Linked DNA regions of Mus musculus: region 2 is linked to region 1. The links are chromatin contacts, called in public HiChIP or PLAC-seq maps. All regions are on one chromosome and are shown on one strand. Each heading gives the region's core, a stretch centred on a gene start, on an enhancer-like site or on the middle of the called end of the contact. The rest is flanking DNA. Distances are from core to core; before and after follow the strand shown.

Evidence for each region. HiChIP or PLAC-seq counts read pairs in DNA pulled down with a chosen protein or histone mark.
Region 2: an H3K27ac HiChIP or PLAC-seq map of VIP interneurons shows a contact between it and region 1, with 3 times the contacts expected there. The contact joins the promoter of A230077H06Rik here to the enhancer-like site in region 1. A contact is called at or near these places in 6 of 39 promoter capture datasets (cranial neural crest, embryonic stem cells, hippocampal neurons and 2 more), 9 of 484 Hi-C or Micro-C datasets (cerebellar granule neurons, cerebellum, cerebral cortex and 4 more), 7 of 115 datasets of contacts at active chromatin or transcription factors (SST interneurons, VIP interneurons, astrocytes and 4 more) and 4 of 9 other capture datasets (adipose tissue, embryonic stem cells, liver and 1 more).

Annotation. Positions count from the first base shown.
Region 1 is chr7:40,537,865-40,542,417 of GRCm38.p6, reverse strand. No RefSeq gene overlaps it. Among named protein-coding and RNA genes, the nearest start is that of 4933402C06Rik, 130 kb to the left of the region's middle. Within about 2 kb of position 2,472, at least 2 of the 459 cell types and tissues checked have an H3K27ac peak or open chromatin away from gene starts, as enhancers often do. A contact at or near this core is called in VIP interneurons, where this site is marked.
Region 2 is chr7:40,895,566-40,900,118 of GRCm38.p6, reverse strand. A230077H06Rik (RIKEN cDNA A230077H06 gene) reads left to right here and starts at 1,795. Exons shown (of 5, transcript NR_040329.1): 1 at 1,795-1,920. Vstm2b (V-set and transmembrane domain containing 2B) reads right to left here and starts at 841. Exons shown (of 5, transcript NM_021387.3): 1 at 670-841; 2 at 1-115. The coding sequence starts at 751.

The DNA of each region.
Region 1 (4,553 bases), core at 1,223-3,722:
CACAGAGCCCATATCGGTGAGGATAGATATTTTGTCTGCAGTCCATACATTTACATGCCAATCTTTTCAGAGAATGTTGACGTTTGAATGTTAAGTATCCACATATACCACCACTAGACTCTGGTCTAAATGTCTGGTCCCCAGTTGCCAGCATTGTTTTTGAAGGTTATGGAATCTTTGGAACTCTGGTCTCGTTAGCAGAGTTAGGAGTGAATCTGTGGTGATTGTCTGCTTCTGCTTCTGACCTGAGCTCACTGCTTCCTAATCTGAGCTGCGAGGAGCCTCAGCCATAGGCTCTGAGCCCCATGCCTTCTCTACAACAATAGCATATATCTCCTTCCACTGTTAGGTTCCCAAGTTGCTTCTGCCAGCTATTTTGCCAGTGACAAGAAAGGTTGCTGATATATTGAATACCCTCATAGCTACACACAGAAATGATGTTTTAGTGGCTATCTAGTCACCTCTTAGGTAAGTTGATGTACAGAGTCAATCAGTCCAACCTCGACTGTGACTCCACCTCTTCATCATCTTGTCTGGGCGATTCCTGATTTAATGGAGGGGGGTGTCTATAGCTCAAGGCAAAGGAGCTTCCAAGTTATCACCACTAATGGCAATAGATGGGCCTAGAAGCTTATAAAGAAGGCCCGGATGATTTGAATGGTTCTTTGAGAAGAGTTTCTTCCTCCTTCAGCATCAGTAGTTCCTATGAATCAAGACACGATTAAGAAAGGGAAGCAAATTCTCAGGAGTGGTCAGAGTACTAGGTTCAGAGAATTACCTCAAGGTGAATGAGCAGAGACTGCCCATGGTGGGATGACACAAGGACTTGGGATGTGTGCATAGAGGAACGAGTCCAAGAGCTGGTTCAGCTGCGGTCCTTTGGAATGCTTGTTTTCAGGGCTGACCCTGGGTGGTGGGTGGATGTGAATGTTCCAGGTGTTTCAGAATCAGATGAGGACTGTTCCAGTTCGACAGCAAACCCTAATGGCTACAGAAGCCAGGTGCAGAATGAATGGGTCAGGCACAATACAGCTGGAGCACGGGGCATGTGCTACAGTGACAGTGATTGGACATCTCAAGGGAAAGGCTCAGACACATGGCTGGAATTGCAAGTTCTCAGACAGTGGTGGACAGAATTGATTTGGAGTCAAGAGACCCTTCAAGATAAAAACGTGAAAGGGAAAGTTTTATGTACCTGATTCTCAATCTCTGTCTCTCTGTCTGTCTGTCTGTCTGTCTGTCTGTCTGTCTCTCTCTCTCTCTCTCTCTCTCTCTCTTTCCATTATAAAACATGGTCTTATTTAGTAACTCAGGCTGGCCTCAGGCATTTCAATCTCCTTGTCTCCTGAGTGTTGGAGTTACTGGTGTATACCTCCAGGCCCTTCCTGTTCAACAAATAACTTGGAAATACTTAGGACAGGGCCTGGATGCGTGCTTTTCAGGAGGGAATTGTCACACTTGAATTTCTCTTCTCTTATAACTAAGCATTGTTTTCTTTAAAAATCTCAATATATATTCTATATTATCTTAGCCAATGTCAGTTAATAAGCAGTGAAGCAAGCCCTCTGTGAGGATATTAGTGGCATCATGAGGGTAAATAAGAAGTTATACATACCTTCATGCTGTGTGTGTGTTGTATATACACATACACATGTGTATATGCATGCATGTACATATACACAAGGTTGGGCTAAACCTAAGTGTTCCACATTAAATGTTAAGTACCTCATAGGCTCATGTGTTTGAATATCTGGCCTTAAGCTAGTCATGCTGTTGTGGGGGATTGTGGAGGTAGTGAAGAGTACATGGATCACTGGAAGCTTTGGAGGGTAGAACCAATCAGAATTCCTGCTCCATTTTCTGATTCCTGGTCCAGCCATTATGTGTAAAGCCACTGTCTCATGTTCCTGCTCTGATGGGCTAAACCTTCTTAAATTAGAAACCAGCAAGATCATACATAATTCTTCTGTCAGAAACCTACTTCCACAGTAAGAGCACTAATTCTTTTATGAAAGTAGAGTTGCCACTACCTATTGACTTTTAAGAGCGTCTTTTTGACACGGTTGGGGATTAAGGTTCCCAACACAGACTCTGGGAAAATATTCAAGCAGTGGCAGTAACTCTCAACTCTCCGACAGAAGCAGCTACTAGGCACAGTCTGGGCTCTTGTTACTCCACTGACATAGCTGCTGCCACCTTCTTCCACTCCCCTCCCCAAGCTCACTGCTCTAAGACAAGGGTGGCGACTGGTACCATCATAATGAAAACAGATTTCATTGTGTGGCTTCTTGTACCTGTCTGCTCAGCTGCAGGATCACAAGCCCTGAGCTCCAGGAAGCCTGCCAATGGAGGCTGCTAGTGAGTTGCCAAAACTCCAGTAGAGAAGAATGAATGGAAGAGCATGCTTTCTCTTTCCATCCCCTCACTTGAGCGTAATGGGAGGAGGGGGTTAGTGATCACTATGATGCTTCCCAAAGCCAGATGGCGTCATTTGGATCTGGCGTCATTTGGGATGGAAACAGGCCAGGGTATATGGAGTGAGTTCATTAGTTACAGATGCTATATTACAGTACCACAAAGGGCAGCTTATAAATAACACGTTTTTTTTTTCATAGTACTGGAAAGAAGAAGTCCAATATTAGGTTGATCATTTTCTGGGGAAGAGCCTCTGTAAGCTTGCAGAGTGCTGAGCCTGTGTCCTCACATTGCAGAAAGGCTCTGTGGTAGCTCTGCTGAAAGCACTAATCCTAGCTGGAAAGTCTCACACCTTCACCAGCTAGTTATATCAGATTAGCCACTACCTGGGGACAAGTATCTTAACATATGATATTTGTGAGGTATAGGGAGAAACACCAACATTTGCACACAGGTTATTAAAAGCAAATGCTTTGTTTAAAAGGACAAGTGTCAAGTTGGAACAATGGCTCAGCAGTTAAGAGTTTGTGCTGATTTTATAGAGGCTCTGGCTTCAGTTCCAAGCACCCTCATTAGGCAGCTCGCAACTTCTTGTAAGATCCAGCTCTAGTGGATCTGATGCCCTCATCCTGCCTCTGAGTATACTGCACACATATGATACACATAAACTCACACAGAGTGCACATACAAAAACAATAATAGTGATGAACATCAAAGGACTCTGTGTTCAGCTTCTCTGAACCTTTTTAGGAGAAATGTCTTCATTTATTCAGTGAATTTTTTTATTCTTTTTAAGTGTTGGTAAAATCTTAATTTTAAAATATACTGTGCTACCCTTGCAGGTTAGATTTAAAATCTGGACCATACATAACATGAAATTGGGGCCAGCATGTCAAACCCAACAGCCGTTCTTTGAACCCCCTAAACTGCTAGAAGCATGTGATCCTTGGTCCAAGGTGAAAGAAATTTTTTAAGGTACTTTGGAAGCCACTAAGAATGTCATTGAGCTTATTCTAAAGATCAGGTATACAGAAGGAGAGATATTGAGATAATTTATAGATAGTGCTTGTAGCTCGTGGCCATGGGTTGACTCTGTATCTTAGAAAGTCTTTAGCTTGAAAGATTAGGAAGCATGTGGAAGGATACTGGAACCATTAAGCGAGAGAATACCTCAGCTATTTTTGAACTCTAATTTGATGCTGTTAAAGTTCAGAAAAGGCCCTGGTTTCCATCACAAGAAAAACAGCCAGAATAGTTGTGCAGGCTGCCCTTGTGCCTGGATTCAATTGCTCCTGACAGGTGTCCCAGGGAGGTATAGCTCTTAGGGCTGCTGGAAGGAAAGGGAGAAAGGGCAGTCGACCAGTTAGCATGTGCTTTAAAGAGCTGCCCGTAATTTTGTCACACAGTCAGACACATGTTATAGTCCTCTAAATGGCAAGGTTTTCTTGAGTTTCTGAGTAGGTGTGGGTTGCCCATTGTGCTGAGTTCTGAGAGCAGTGCTGGAAACAACAAATGGAAGGGGAAAACAGTCATGGAATTGCTCTGTCAATGACTGCGACCTAATGCTGCTGAGTGGTATTATGTAGGGTGGGCTGTAAGCAAAATAGACAGACAAGGGCAGAAGGCTTTCTAGGGGAAATTCAGCAGGAAGGGAACCATCAAAAAGGCAGTTCTCAGATCTGAGCCAGGGAAGTCTCTGTGAAAAAAAAGGCAAGCGTTGAACAGATCACACATGCACATGCACACGAACAAAATAGGAAAACCCATCTTATCCTTAAGGTCCCCTCAAACACTGTCCTAGCTGACATTTCAGCATGTGGCTTTCTAGAGTGTTTTATGTGACTGTATGCAAACACTTAGGCAGAAATGATAGCCTACTTTACATCTCTGGAGCCAGTTCACTCCTCTCAGCAATTGAACAGTTCCACACTGTGATGTATTTATGTAATTGTGACCTTAGAGTGCTCGATGCTTTACAACACAATTAGGCTTTTCTCTCTTGGTGGAAGAATGGGTTACTTACAGTTTTCACAAATAACTCTACCACTGTTTCCCTCCAGCGTGCCACCCTCTCCCTCCTGTCGCTTGCTGATCATGACTTCATGATACATTTCCAGAGGTGAAACTGGAGGGCAAGG
Region 2 (4,553 bases), core at 546-3,045, 360 kb before region 1:
CACCACTGAATCTCCAGCGAGTAAGAGGTGGCTCCGCTGGCCCGGAACGCGCAGGGCATTTCGATATCGTCACCCTCTCGCACGGTTACATCTTTGGGGACTTCGGTGAATGTAGCTGGGGGCGGGAGAGAGAGGCGTGACCAGGGGATAGGCGAGGTGGGGGTAGGGTTGGGAGAGCTTGGGGCTACCCGAGGCTGAGGCGGTCGGTCTCCTGCTACCGGGCCTTGGGCTCACCCACACTCCTGTCCCCAGCTACTAAGTGACCCTGGGCGAGAGGCTCCAGCAAAGTTCAGGGAGCAGCTGCAAAGGTGGCAGCGGGGGTCCGCCACTTGCTGCAGGCTACTCCCCTCCAGGTCGTGCAGGGTTTAGGGGAGGTAGGGCCGTATCACTGGAGCTGGGCTGGGAAGCGCCAACTCTGGCTTGCTGCAGGCCTCCTCTGCTTAGCGGGGACTGGGTGAAAGGACTCCCTAAGCGGACGCCACAGCTGCAGAGACCCTCTTCTGCGCTCGTGCTCCTACCCACTCCCAGCCTGGGTTGCACACCCGAATTGCTGGAGACCGTAAAGCCTGCCGCTTCCTTTCCTCCTCCGCGGTGGCCAGCGGGCAGACTTCCGTGGCCTTAGCAAAGGGTCCCCTGAGCCCATCGCGGCCGCGAAGTTCCCGCGCTCACCGTCGGCCACGAAGAGCAGCAGGCTGTGCAGTAGCAGAGGTAGCAGGTATCCGAGGGCGCCGAGCCGGTTCCGCTGTTCCATCTCCCGCAGGGTTGCGGCGGCGGCGGGGGCCCGGCGCGGAGAGGCGGCGGCGGCGGCAGCTTGGGCTCGGCTCCGGCTCGAGCTCCGGCTAGGACGCCTCGGAGCCTGCCATGGCCCCGCACGGCGCCCCCTCCCCTGGCCGCCGGCGGCCGCCAATCAGCCCAGCTTCCTTGCCGGCTGGCCCGGCGCGGCTCCGGCGGGGGGCGCTACGCGGGGGACGCAGGAGACGAGGTCCCTCCAGGAGGATCCTTCGGTCTGTACCTCCTTCAGTCCGGTGCTCCACAGGAGAATAGGGATCCGCAGTTCAGACTCTGGCGGGCGGGCCAGGAAACTGCCGGACTGCGCCAGGATCCATCCTTGGAGAAGGGAGTGAGTGCCTGTAAGGCACCAACGTCTGCCTCCTGGTCTCCTTCTGGCTGGGCTCCCGACTGCCACCTCCTCCGACTCCCGGGGAGCTCTCCCGCCGCCGCCCCCGCTGGTTTCTCCACCGCTCACTCTTCAAGGCGAGTGGGCGCTCAGCCGCGGCGTGCAGACCTGGCGTCCGACCGTAGCGCAGCGCGGGGAGAGCGGGTCCAGCGTGGCCGACCCGCAGCCCGAGAGAGGCGGGGAAAGGGGGGAGGGGAGAGGAATGGAGGGGGCGGTCAGTGGCTGGGTGGCGAGCAGCCTCCTCCACAGCATCACCCCCGCCCTCCTCTCGGAGTCCGCCCCGCCCCTACCCCGTCGTCCCCCACCTCCCGCCCCCGCCGCGGGGTCATTCGTAGCGACCACCATCTCTCTAGCTGCAGCGCAACCCCACCCCGCGTCTGCTTTGCTTAGGGGGTCCTCCCACCCAAACTCCTGGCTTCTTCCCAGTGTCCATCTCTGGAGACAGCTGCTCCACCCTGCTTTCTGTGTGTCCCCCACCCTCTCCGCAGCCCCCAGTGTCTCCAACTCCTTACCCAGGTTTGGACCACGAGCCACGCCACTCTTTGGCCCAGACCCGGGCCATGGCGGGTGGGTGGGCTCCAGGGGAATGCAAGAAGGGAGGAGTGCTATGTCCGGCCAGCAGCAAGACCAAGTGACAGTGAAGACTAGGAGTCCGCAGTGTGGGAACAAGAACTGAGCGTCCAGCGCCGGGCGAGCAGGTGCCTGTGGCGCGGAGCGCACCAGGGAGCCAGCAGGCAGTGGCCGTGAGTGACAGCAGAGGTGGTGCGGGTGGGGTGAAATGGGGAGCGCCGGGCACGACTCAGGGCTCAGGAGGTTTCTGGGTGGGGACCGTCTTCCTGCCCAGAGAGAGGGCTAGTCCCTGTGTCCTTGCAAGCAAGCTCTTCCTGGCCATTTCCCACTCTGTACCCAAAGCAAAGGGGATCCTCCAGCCCCCGGGTGGAAGCAGGCAGAGGTGGAGTACACGTTCCAGAGCCCATCCTCCACGCTTGCATCTTCTGTATCCCTGAACCTTCCCTGGCCTTCACCTAGAATGGGTCATATCTTTTAGCCACCTAGAGAGTTCAGTCTGCCTTCCTAAGGGGTGTGTGGGTGGATGAGATAGTTCAGTCCAGGCACAAGGGCTTGGGAGAGCCATAGAGCTCTCCTTGGGTCTCTCTCTTCCTCAAGGGATCCCCCAGCTAGTGGTCTGGTCTGGTCTCATTACTTGGCTTTATCTTAACTTATGGAGGCACATCCCAGTGAACTTCCCCTGAATGCTAGAGCTCTCCAAGTATCTCTGACAATGAGCTACTGGTTAGTGAAGACAGAAGACCAAAAAGGAAATAATTTCCCAGTGGCCACCCTTGTCTAAGACAACAGGAACACAGTTCCAGAGAAGAAGCTGGTAGCTCTTTGTAAGCTTTCCCCTCACCAGTGAGGACCACGGGCACTGCATTCTTCTGCCCCTCCTCTTCCTTATGTGGCCAATGGGTCATTTTCACCCTGTGGTCACTCGCTGATGCTCTGTGAGCAGAAAGCCTTGTAGACCTTTCATTCAGGGTCCCCATTGCCTGTTCCCTCTACATATATGTATACATACTTTGGCCTGCCTCCCCCTGAACATTCCACCACTCTTTAGAAACCACCATAGGTCTGTGAATGCAAGACCTTGCAGGTCTCTTGCCGTCCTCAGCTTTTGAAGGGAGGGGGCAGACTTGCATCGTGCTACACAGGAGGACCATGGCAGGTTTCTAAGGGAGCAGTTGGAGAATTGATTCCAAGCAGGGATATGATGACATGAGCTATCCCACTGTGCATTGGCTTGTTTGGAGAGGCAGTGAGTTTCTCTCCCAGTACCAGATTCAATCAAGGACTGATGGCCAGTGACCAGGCTTGCTGGAGGGATGCCAGCAGCTACAGGGAGGTACGCTTTGGTCACTCTGAAGGTCTGTGGATTCTTTCCACCCGTTCTGTCTGGTGGGGATTTTTTTGCCTGTGTCATACGTTGGTGTTACTGTCGTAGTAGAATAATAGTAATAGCTGCTTGACATCGTGTGCGTGTCACATAGCAGACACTGGGTGCACACTTTCTATGCATCAGTTCTCAACATGACAGCTAAGAGGTCCTTATCAAACCTATAAGACCACCCTCTCCTACTCAGAAGCCTACAGTGGCTCCCGCTCCAGTCAGTACAAATACCAGGGGACTCCCAAGGTCAACTGATTGCCTTCTTCATCTTTACCTTTCCCTCCCTTCTATCCTTCCCCTGGCTCCTCTCTGGACAAGATCCTCCCTCCTGCAGTGCAACACACTAGGCCCACCCTAGGGCCTTTGCATCAGCTACGCTATCTGGCTAAGATATACCTCTTCCTAATATTCATGCTCTGATTTTTGTAAGGAGGACACTTTCTTAGCTAGGCTCACCTACCTCTAACTGATGTTTAACTCTGCAGTCTGGAGCTCCCTCCCTCAGGGCTCCCTGTTTGTCTTTATGTCCCTTTCCTTGGAAGTAATCACCTTCCGTAATACGATTCAATGTCTTTTACTTATTGTCGTCCTTGGTTAATGTCTGCAAAGCTTTTGTCTACATTGGTCACTGGGGCGTCTCTGGCTTTCAGCACAGGGATAGCTAGATGAGGTGGTTTCGGTGCATGTTTGGGGCGAGGTAGTTAAGGCTCAGAGAACTTGTGGAACTTTCCTAAAATCACACAACTGGCCAAGTCAACCTAGGTCTTTCTTACTTTGGGTTATTTTTTCTTCTCCCTTCTCTTTTTCATTCCTTTTTTTTTCTTTCCAACATATACAACCATCTTCCACATCAAGAAAACCTAGAGCTCCTGAAAAAGAGCAGAGCTGACCTATTCAGCTCTGTGTTAATAGAAGCTGCTTGCCTGCCCAGGTAGATGGAGGACAGAATATGACCTTCCTCACTACCTTTAACATACAGGTGTGCTAGAGTCAAGAATGAACACCTTCAGTAGCCAAGAGTGGCTCTTGGCCGCCTTTGCTGGAGTTTCCTAGTGATAGGCAGGAGCTCTGGGATTCCTACCTTGTTCTGGCCTGGCTACTACCTCTGAAAAGAGAGCCAGATTTTTTCCTTACCTGTCCTTGGTGGGCCAGAGTGCTAATGCAGGCTCCTGTGTGTTCTCTAAGGGGGGGGTGCTTCTCTCTAGGGACACAGCAATTTAGCCCTACCCACTGCAAATATCCCTCCAGCACCTGCAGAGATGCCTTGCTAGCATGCACACTGTTTGTATGAGGGGCATGGTTTCCTGTTACGGATGATGGATCTGTGAGAGCATTTTATGAACGTTCAGTTCCCCACCATGATTGTTCACTGGTGGGGTGGAGAACTGCAGACTCCTCCCCACCCCTCCTCAGATCTGAAGTGCCTGT